Linked DNA regions of Mus musculus: region 1 is linked to region 2. The links are chromatin contacts, called in public HiChIP or PLAC-seq maps. All regions are on one chromosome and are shown on one strand. Each heading gives the region's core, a stretch centred on a gene start, on an enhancer-like site or on the middle of the called end of the contact. The rest is flanking DNA. Distances are from core to core; before and after follow the strand shown.

Region 1 (5,295 bases), core at 695-3,194, 91 kb before region 2:
CAAATCAGAGGACTGGGATGTTCAATAAACTCATCAAAGGCTTGGAACAGATACACACCAGCCCCAAACTCTTGTTCCCAGTTCTGATTTCAATGACTGTTTCTCTCCAGCAGGCATCTCCTTTCTACCCGCGCACAGGTGTCTGAGCCTCACTGGGTCAAGTTGTGCTGGCAATGCTGTTGCCAGTGACACGCATCACCCACCACAGAGTTCATTCGCTAGATAAGGCCATATCCTGGTCCACAAACTCTACCAAAAAGCTGGGAGCTGCCAAAGTCTATGAGCCCCACAGGGTTAATTTCCCAGTAGGATTCCCAGCTGAGACACTGTCAAACACATGCTTCATCCCTTCCAGTGAAACAAGCAGAAAATATCCATTTACCTTCCAAGAACTGAGAGCACATATGAGGGGCGGGAGCAATGGCTCAGCAGTTAAGAGAACACTTGCTGCTCTTCCAGAGGAATCGAGTTAGGTTGCCAGCACCCATAGCGAGCAGATCTCAAGCACCTCTAACTCAGTCCCAGGGGGTCCCACGCCCTCTGCTAACCCCTCGTGTATACAGCACACAGGGCACAAGCACACGGGGCGCGCGCGCACACACACACACACACACACACACACACACACACTCACACCAAACCATTTTTTCAAAAACGGAACACATGTAAAATCTTTCCACCACATATTCCCTCAAGGCGCATTTCTTAAATGCCACTCTCACCTGCTGCTGCTGCTTGCAACGCACTTAGAGGCAAATCTGTGCTTACTAGGCAGTAAAGGCTTTTCGTTGAATTCGCACAACTCTGAAGCCAGTGCTTGAGTTACATCCACTTTCAAGGGGGAAAGCCAGGCTCAGAGAGGTGAAGGATCTGAGCAAGTTCACGCTTCAAATGACACAAGAAAAGCAGCATGCCTGGCTATGGGGCCTCCCTTGGGGGAGTAGGAACTGACTCATTACTCTTTGGGGCAGGCCGAAATGAACTTGAGCGAGCGAGGAAGCTGCCTGGGAGAAGCAGGTGGTACTTAGAGAGTGGAGGATGGAGGGGAGGCATTTCAGGCAGAGGAACCTGAGCAGAGAGAAGGAGTGGACAAAGTTCAGAGTGTGCACCGAGGGGAGCGAGTCGAGGCAGGTAAGCTGGCTGGCCGGCCTAGAAATCCAGGATCCAACCGCACCATACCATCTCTCTGCTCCCCATTCCCACCCATTGTCTGAAGCCTGCCTGTGGTCTCCCTTCAAATGCCTTTCTGTCTCTCAGTCCCCATGGCAACAGCTCACTTTCATCCAGCTGCTTCTTATTCTAATTGCTTCCTCTGTGGCCTGCCAGGAAGTACTCTGGCCTCCGTGAGGCTGCGCAAATCTAAGCCTGATCTTCTCACTGCCCCCGCTTAATTGACCAGGCGAACACGTAGCAGGGTACAGGCTCTGCGTCTCCTGCGCACTGCTGCCTCCCCTCACCCACCGCTTTGGTCATTAAGTCTATTCTTCGGGTCCCTGATGGGCCCACGAATTAATTAGCCACACATAAACGCCTTCTGAAAACCCAGGCGGGAGAGTGAATATGCTGTGTAAGCCAAGGCAGCCAAGGAGGGCTGGGGTCAGCTGACCTCTTGCAAGCCTGTGCCCCGCCGCACCCCTCCCCCACCCCACCCCACCCCTCTCAGCCCGCCTTTGGTGAGACTGGAAGGGCCCACTGCTTGCCAAAAGCTATGAACCAATAGGATAATGTGTGCACCTGCCTAAAGAAGACCGACATTCTCTTGCGCGCAGGACAAATCCCTGCAACCCCCCGCCCCCTAGCTGTCTTAACTACCATTGTGGGACTCAAAATGCAGCCCGCTCCTTTTCCTTTCGGCTAGCGGAAGTTCCTGTGCGGGAGAGTCCCACTTCCTCTTGGGTGTTTGGCGTGTGCGTGGCAGGAGGGGCGGGGCCAATGCTGCTCTGGTTTCTTGCGCGCTTGGCGCTACAGGGAGTGCGGGCGGCGACTCCTTGCGCAAGTCAGCTTGCCTGGGAAAGGGCTTTGTGGCTGAAAGCGACTGGTTCCTTGCCACAAAGGCTCCGCTGGCGTTTGCGGTTCAGCGGCCGTCCCTGAGTAAGATAGCCACTTTTCTCCGACGCTGCCAATAGCCTTCTCCAAGTGCTGCAGGCTTTCATCGCTTTGCAGGAGCCATGCCTCGGGGACGGAAGAGTCGGCGCCGCCGGAACGCAAAGGCAGCTGAAGAGAATCGCAACAATCGCAAGAGCCAGGCCTCAGAGGCTTCAGAGACCCCGATGGCGGCTTCTGTAGCCCCGAGCACACCCGAAGAATACCTGAGCGGCCCGGAGGAAGACACAAGCACCCTGGAGAAGGCCTCCAGTACCCCTTCAGAAGCTTCGAGCACTGCCCTAGTGCAAAAGCCGGTTACCCGGAGCAATTTTCAGGGCACCAAGAAAAGTCTCCTAATGTCCATATTAGCCCTCATCTTCATCATGGGCAACAGCGCAAAGGAGGCCCTGGTGTGGAAAGTGCTGGGGAAGTTAGGGATGCAGCCTGGGAGGCAGCACAGCATCTTTGGAGATCCGAAGAAGGTCGTTACAGAAGAGTTTGTGCGCAGAGGGTATCTGATTTATAAGCCAGTGCCCCGCAGCAGTCCAGTGGAGTATGAGTTCTTCTGGGGCCCTCGAGCACACGTGGAATCTAGCAAGCTGAAAGTCATGCATTTTGTGGCAAGAGTTCGGAACCGATGCTCCAAAGACTGGCCATGTAACTATGACTGGGATTCAGATGATGATGCAGAGGTTGAGGCTATTCTCAATTCGGGTGCTAGGGGTTATTCTGCTCCATAGAGAGATCCTAGGCAAACCCTTAGGAGTGGAAAAGAGAATCCAAAGTATCTGCTCCATGGAGTAGATAGGCAGGGTCCTGAATTCAAAAGGTTGTGGAGGGTGGGGAGGGCACTGTATTTGGTATTTGTGACCAGTGCTAATTGTTAAACTGCAAAGTAGTGTTTGCTATAGATATTGTTATCTTGTATTCATTTTATAACACTGTTGACTAAGAATCACAATATGTTTAAATATATACTTGAGGAAAAGTTTATGTTATTTTTTTCTGTCGTTGGCATTTGATATTAACAGCTGTGCTAACCTTATTAAATGAAGTCTTTGTGTCATGTTGTGTGATGGATAGAAAGTACCACTGAGAGGCTGTTCTTTGAAAGTTTGGAATAACCAGTAAAGTGTGAGTGGAAGAAGATTACAGATTTGTTCTGTCTTTCCCTTGTGTCTGATGTCTTGTAATGGAACACATTTGTAAATATGCTCACTGTGCAAATAGTATAAATAAAAGCATAGTAAACAGAATGTTTTGTTCATTTATTGTCCACCTGTTAAATGAGGACCAAATTTAGATGCTGGGAATAGTCCTTAACAGAAAGCATCTAGTTTCCAAGAAATTTCAAGATTGTGGGAGGGGGTGGGGAATGGAAATGCAGTAAGTGTTGTAGGGAATGGGCAGGGACTAAGGAGAAGGAAGACAAACTGATGACATCATTTGGGGAATAGAACAGAAAAAAAGAGGGTATCACAGGATGCTTTAAAACCCAAGGAGCATTTCTAGAATGCAGAAGACAGTAGGAAGGGTGGCCATATTACTTGGTATTGAGTGTGGAACTGGATACTTAACAGACCTTGACAGGAGCCATTGGCAAAGACCTGAAAACATTCTAAAATAATAAAGAAGTAGAAACGACACTAAAATTATCTTGAGAGAGGATGGTAGGGTAAAAATAGACTGCTGTGGAGTAGCAGTAAGAGAAATGGAAGAGACTAAGAAGATCCTTGGGGTCCTTAGGTAAATATTGGGTGGGGAAGTAAACTTAGGGTCACTGGGGAGAATAAGGATACTCAGGACATAGAAATTCCTCAATGACATATTCAGGTATGTTAAGGGAGAAGAACAGAACAAGAAAAAAGTCAGGAGAAGAGGGGAAGAGAACCAGGACATCATAAGAAGGCTGTTGCACTTTACAAAAAGACAGTGACACTGAGGTCACCAACACTCATGGTGAATTGGGGACAATGGGAAAAGGGCTTTGAAACACCTGGATTTCTGATGTTGAAGGATACTGAGAGAAGACTGGACATGTAACTTCATAGCATTGGAGTTTCTTGCTCTGCACATAATCCAAAATACTCAGTGTGTGTGTGTGTGTGTGTGTGTGTGTGTGTGTGTATCTGTTTGTCTGCCTGCCTGCCTGCCTGCCTGCCTGACTTTCTGCATGCCTGTCTGTTTCTCTCTCTGTGTTTTCAGGGGCAAGGTAATATTATTCCATATTTCCCTTGAGGTAGTGAAGTACCTACAACTGTAGAGATCTGGGAACCTCCTCCCCATTCTCCTTAGGGACTTGCCTGAGAACATGTACAAGAACAACTCACCAGCTCTAGAGCTGACCACAATTAACACGAGGAAAGTAATAAAAAGAACAGACTGGGGTCTCCTAGGGAGCATGAAGGACAGGCACCTAGCCCAGGCACACCATACAGAGTACAGTGGTCAAGACACTTTCATCCCTCCTTCACTAGAGTCTCACCTGACTTCTGTCTGAGACAAGGCCCAGTCTCTGGCTGCAGCACGGGATGGCAAAAGATTTATGCAAAGCCCAAGGACACACAGGCAGCAGTCTGCAGGCTAAGGATGCTTCCATCAGAAGCAGAGTGGACGAGGTTTCAGAAGCTCCAAACACAGATGATGAGTGGCTTCTATGTCACAGGAAGGGCCAGAGAAGCCTGGCACAGGTAATCAAAGAGGCTTGTCACCACCCCTGAAGGCACATGTTTGTCAGTCCCTCTCAAGGGGTAGGCAGCAAAGGAATCCAGGGGAGAGGTCAGCACACAGCATTCTGGGCCAGAGCCACACAAGTGGCAGACCTGAGACAAGACCCTGCTTCTTTCTCCACATCCCCAGACTGCCTTATACTAGGCTGCCCTGCCATCTGTTATGGCTTGCCAATGCCCACTCCCAGGGCCTCTGCCTTCAAAGGAAATGTGACTTTCAGCCCCAGCCATCAATTCCATGCAGAGGGAGAGAGACCCACTCAATCTGCTCAATTCATAGGAGGTTCCTCTTAGCAGTTCCTCAACTCCAGGAAAGTCAGCTAGGGAGTAGGAGAGCCTGTAGCAGAAAGGTTGCTCCAGTATTTCATGAGTGCCAGGGGAGGGCCACATTTGGTTTTGCCAAGCCAGGATGATCAATGGGCCAGTTTTACAAAAGTGCCAGCTAGCTCAGGGCCAGATGTGATTTATGTCCATCTAAAGC
Region 2 (5,838 bases), core at 2,542-5,041:
GGGGCAGGGACCCTCAGTGTCTTACATGCAGATCCTTGTGCAATTTGCGGGATTCAATTAACATAATACAAGCATTAGATCAAATCCACAATAGCACACCATGTTAAACTGTTGTCATGTTCAGCTTTGCTGCATGTAATGTGGACCTAGCCTATCCAGTCTTGTGCTCGGGAGAATGTTGTTTATTCATTAAAGTTTTAATTTACTATAAAGGTAAAAATAATCTTTAGTTCCCAGAGCGTTTAGCTCATCAAATTGATCCTAAAATATTTCTCTGTATAATAATTTTGTAAATGCTATTTTTGTTTTTAACTTAAAGATTATTAGTTGCTGACAGACACTGAAATGCAATTTATTTTTGCATATTGACTTGATATACCAATTGCCTCTTGCTGCTGCAATAAATTGCTACAAGACTTGGTGGCTTAAGACAACAAAAATTTCATGTTTTGTAGTTCTAGAAGTCATAAATCAAAAATGAGATTCGGTTCATTAAAATCAACTTGTCAGCAGAGAACTCTTCTTTCAAAGTGGAAGGAATCTCTTTGGCTCTATTTTTTAGTTCCCATAGTTCACTTACAGTCTTTGACTTGTGACCCTATGCCCTCACATTCAAATCCAGAATTTATTATGAATATTTTCTGGTGCTATTTTCTCAGCTCATCTCTTTTTATTTCCTCTTCTACTGTTATATATGCTTATAATTACACAGAGTCTACTCAGTTAATTATATATGATCTCTTTATTGTAGGGTCAGAATACTACAATATTACTTACATGTATAGCAGTTTTTTTCCATTCTGTGCTACAAAAGGTGATATAATCTAAGGTTCTACATAAGACCTGCATGAGACCAAGAGGGCATCAACAAGGAGGAACTCACAAGGTCCCAGCCCTAGCTAAAGTGCTATTGGCATACAAGCAACACTAATTGGATTTAGATGGCTAGAAAAATATTTAAAGGAGAGGACATTAGAAAGGTGGGAGACGGAGGTGGTGAAGGGATCTGGGAGGAAACAGATGAGAACATGGGAATAGATATGCTCAAAATACATTGTATCCGTGTATGAAATTCTCAAAGGATAATTACAAATATATATGTTTTAAAAGAGCTGAAGGCATCATATTTAAATCATCCAAAAGACAAAGACTGATGTGTAGATGAAGGTTCTCAAAGGAGGTTGAATTTGATCAATGTGTGTTGGTTGCATGTATGAAAAGTCATGCTAGAAAATATCAATTTGTACAACTAATGCATGTAAATAGAAATAAAAATTAAGGAGCCAGCAAGATGATTCAGCTGGTAAGTGTGCTTGTAGCTAAGCATGATCCTTGCATTCAATATCTGGGGCCCAAGTGCTGGGAGAAGAGAACCGACTCCCACAAATAGTCCTTTGATTTCCACAGGTTTGCTGTGGCACATGTATAACCTTCCCACACATACACCACCCACGTGCATGTACGTGCACACATATACATACACACACACTAAATAATGTAATATAATTTTAAAAGATTAAGAAGGCAAGGGAAAAGAAAAAAATCCAAATGCAGCTAGCGAAGTGACTCATCAAATTCAAGGTATAACAAACTTATTAGAAACCATGGAAACCAGATTGCTTGTGAACAACATATTCAAACGATGAAAGAAACGGACTAAAAATACATATCTGCAAAACCATATCCTTCAAAACTGAAGGAATAATCAAGATACTATCTGATAAACATATTGAGGCAATGCGTCACTAGCAATTCTTTTCTGCAAAAACTGCTAAAGGAGCTGGCTGGGGCAATACGGACTTGTAGATCCACTCAAGAGACTGATGCAAAAGGATTTTTTTAGTTTGTCTTAAGCAACAAGACATCATTTATTATAAACAAGTATGAGAGGGAGTCTTTTATGGGAAAATGAAACAACTAGACACATATTACAAATTTCAAATGGTTAAACGTTAATTAATAGTAAAAGGTCATGCCCAAACAAATATAAAAGACAGTACTCTGTTGTCAATGTTTTCTTCAAATTTAAGAGGCAATCATAGAAAACAATAATTGTGAAACTATACTGATGGCAATACAATATAAGAGGATGTAAATTGTACAGCTACGATGTATTTGGGGTGGGTTCTCCCTATTTCAATCAAGGAAATCAAAGGAACAATTCTTTAGGTGAGGATCCCTGCTCAAGTGAATCTAATTTGTAGCAACTTGACATTAAAACCAACCATGACAGCAGCTAATTGGTGCTGGTGGAGGGGAGTCATTAACTTTAGTGGTGTGAATTGTCCTGTGGCTGTGGATAACTTCACAGCCATACTCCTGTTGGCAAACCTGCTTAAACCCAGTGGGTAACCAGCAAAACCAACCAAAGTAAAACAATCAAAGAACCCTGCAACTGGGGAGGTGGGGGTGTGCTTGAAGGAGGGAGCCTAGGAGATGGAAGGGGGATAAGAGGGTGGAGCAGGTGAATGACATTTTCAAAGAGTAAATGAAAAAGAAAATAAAACAACAAAGAAAGAGAGAACTGGAATTAATATATCAAACTAATAAATTTTAAGATGAAAATAACTGGTAGAGAAAGGGAAGAAGCTTTTGTAATGATGAACATTTTTAGTTAACAGAAAGGTTACACACAGAGACAATTACACACACACACACACACACACACACACACACACACACACACACACACACCATGACAGTACCATAGTCCACAGAAACAAAGACTGTTGTAAATATATGGAGAAATGAGCAGCTGTACAAAATGAAATTAGTATGGAAAAAATGACATACACAATAGAAAAACTGTAAGAAAAAAATCAGTAAAACAGAAAAAAGTGTGTTATAGAACTTATGAGTTTAATATGGTTAATATGGTTAACAATTAAACATTTTAAATGTCTTGAAGATATACTGGATTTTATGGTGTGATTTGAATATATTCGACACTGGTGAAGAAAATTTGATCTATTCTACCAGTTGCTTGCTTATTTAACACATGAGAGAGAAATGAGAACTATCAGACACTTTATTTATTTTTTTAGAATTTCATACACTTGCGTTTTATATACATAATTTTCACCCTCCTTCCACCCCAAACACCTCAAATTCATGATCTCATCTTCTTTGATTATTGTTATTACATAGACATATAAATGCATTATAGAGCCTGCTGAGTCCATTGTGTTCTTCTCTTATGTATGTACGGCTTTGAAGGCTGAGCTGAGCACCTGGGACTATCACCTGTCAGGACCTTGTCCTCCTCTAAGAGCAGTTGTTAAATGTCTAGAGCTCTTCATCTCTGGGTGAGTCTATTAGCTACATGAAATTCTCACACCACATCACTTATCAAATTCATTTCCTGTTTTATTATATCTGTAAATGATTTTATGTTGTGGCATGCATGTGCACATACACATGATTAAAAAAAAATGAAACAAAAAAGCATCCTGCAAACACTAAAATCCAAAGTGATCAATTCATTATATAGTACCTACCATTTTAAAAAATCAAAATGAGATAATTCTGCTTCGTAAGGCAAGTAGAGACTGTCAAGAAAAAAATTAAAACTCATCTTCATGTATAACAATGACATTTTTAATTATGAGTCTGTAAGCTTCTTTGCTTGGATTTTGGCATCATGTGTTGTGATAATAGCAATATTGATGAGGTTTTCTGTTTTCAAAGGCTGGGAGTCCTGATTTATCTTCCCAGATGTTCCCAATAGCTGTGTCTGTGCTTTTCAGTGTTAAGTAAGTGCATGTCTGGGACCACAGTGTTCCATCACCATGGTTTCACTAGATTTAATAAGCTGTTGCTTAGCAAACCCACTCGTCATCCAGCTATTTTCTCTTTGCACTGTCTTCACGTTATGTCCCTGGTAAAATGTAGCTGAGCCTCTTGGTAATGGAAAATACCACTCTCCACGTAAAATGTAATCTTCACATTTGGGGCTGGGTTCTTTTTTCTTTTTTCCTCAAGTCAGAATGCCAAATATCAGAGGGCATTATAATCCAGTGGTAAAAATAGAATCTCTGGAACAAGCAGATATATTCACCTCTCGGGCTCTTTGACCTTTTGTCAATCACTAATCTCCCTATGTCTCATATTCCTCATTTGTAAAACATAATCATTACATTCATCTCAGAAGGACACCATGAGGAGTAATTTAGATAACATAACTAAAATGCACCTGACACTTCATATGGGCCCATCCATTGTTACTGACATCAAGAGAATAAGGAGATGGTGATAACAAATCTTCCTAATATACATCAACTTCTGTATCGAACTTAATTGATGATCCAGTGAGAATTTTAAATGCTGCATGAATGCAGAATTGAAATGCCTGCTTGCCACAGCTGGCAGAACTCTATGAAGCAATTATACATTTACAATCAGCACAGCATTTATAATGCATCTCAAGGGTCAGAGGCCATTTCTGTGAGTCTAACTGACCTAGGTATCTTGCCATATGTATTTTTTATTTTGTTACATTTCTACTAGTTGTTTATGCACATACATTATACTTACACAGGTATGTACACACATGTACATATGTCTACATATCTATATCTATAGTAACTGTGAGCATATATATTAATATAAATTTTCAGTTATCTGAGTACAGGTAATAAGATCCATGAGACTCAATGTATCCATCTTACCTAGCCACAACTAACTTGTTGGTTTATACTGTGCAGGCATCCATTAGGAAAAATGCACATGTATATACAATGTAAACTAGCAAGTTTTGCTAAGTGCTGTCTTTAGCACTAGAATACATAATGGCCCTTTAGATAATCTATTAATAGTCAGGGGGTCAGATTTACCCTTATAAATTGGCAGATAGAAGTAATTTATTTATAACTGTTCTACTGTGGTGGGGTGAAGTGGATGCTCATAACTAAATAGATCAGGTCCAGGAAAAATTTGAGGCTGCCTAGGAGAAGAATAAAGAAATAAAGACAAAGGGTGGTTGATTGGAGTCCGAGAAGAAAACCATGAAAGAAGCATGAGAAATGAGGGATTTTTCCAGCAAAACCCTGAACCTCTACTCCCTCATATCTTCATGGCTGCCTTGATAAAGACAAATTCTTTATGGAAAGCCTGAAAATTCTTGGATCCTTGTTCAGATTTGGTGCCTGGGGAGGAAATAAGAGTCTATGTGTCTAGATATCAAACACTAAGTTTATATTTAATCTACAAGAACAACCCTTGTGCAAGTGACAGAATGTGGCTCATGTGAAAAGAGAATCATGACCATTCCTACATTACCTAAGTAGCAATATTGTCTTCTAGGGATTTCTACTGTCCCCTCTCAATATCTGTTTCTCCCTTTTCATGGTCTCTCCTTTACTTTCATATCCTACACATGTATGTGCACACTCTCTCTCATATGAGAGAACACAGATGATATTTGCCTTTCTGATTTTGGCATATTTCATTTAACCTACTGACCTCCAGTTCCATGTACTTTCTGCAAATGTAATACCATTTTTCTTATGGCTTAATGAAACTCCATTCTAGATATGAACTATCTCACTCTGCTCAAGATGTCTATTTTGAAGAAAACAAATGACAACAGATGCTGGGGAGGATGTGGAAATAGGGAACTCTTAAACAGTTGCTGGGAAAGTAAACTGGTTCAGCCACTTTGAAAATCAATGCAGATCTCTCTCCCCTCTCCCCTCTCCCCTCTCCCCTCTCCCCTCTCCCCTCTCCCCTCTCCCCTCTCCCCTCTCCCCTCTCCCCTCTCCCTCTCCCCTCTCCCCTCTCCCCTCTCCCCTCTCCCCTCTCCCCTCTCCCCTCTCCCCTCTCCCCTCTCCCTCTCCCCTC

Evidence for each region. HiChIP or PLAC-seq counts read pairs in DNA pulled down with a chosen protein or histone mark.
Region 1: an H3K4me3 HiChIP or PLAC-seq map of neural progenitor cells shows a contact between it and region 2, with 23 read pairs. The contact joins the promoter of Mageh1 here to the enhancer-like site in region 2. A contact is called at or near these places in 2 of 39 promoter capture datasets (cranial neural crest and embryonic stem cells), 5 of 484 Hi-C or Micro-C datasets (embryonic stem cells and nephron progenitors), 1 of 115 datasets of contacts at active chromatin or transcription factors (neural progenitor cells) and 1 of 9 other capture datasets (adipose tissue).

What each region holds. Positions count from the first base shown.
Region 1 is chrX:153,034,212-153,039,506 of GRCm38.p6, reverse strand. It overlaps Mageh1 (melanoma antigen, family H, 1), which reads left to right and starts at 1,944. Exons shown (of 1, transcript NM_023788.3): 1 at 1,944-3,341. The coding sequence starts at 2,169. The coding sequence ends at 2,825. 9530051G07Rik (RIKEN cDNA 9530051G07 gene) reads right to left here and starts at 1,878. Exons shown (of 4, transcript NR_040272.1): 1 at 1,813-1,878; 2 at 723-1,068.
Region 2 is chrX:152,944,349-152,950,186 of GRCm38.p6, reverse strand. No RefSeq gene overlaps it. Among named protein-coding and RNA genes, the nearest start is that of Usp51, 59 kb to the left of the region's middle. Within about 2 kb of position 3,791, at least 19 of the 459 cell types and tissues checked have an H3K27ac peak or open chromatin away from gene starts, as enhancers often do. A contact at or near this core is called in neural progenitor cells, where this site is marked.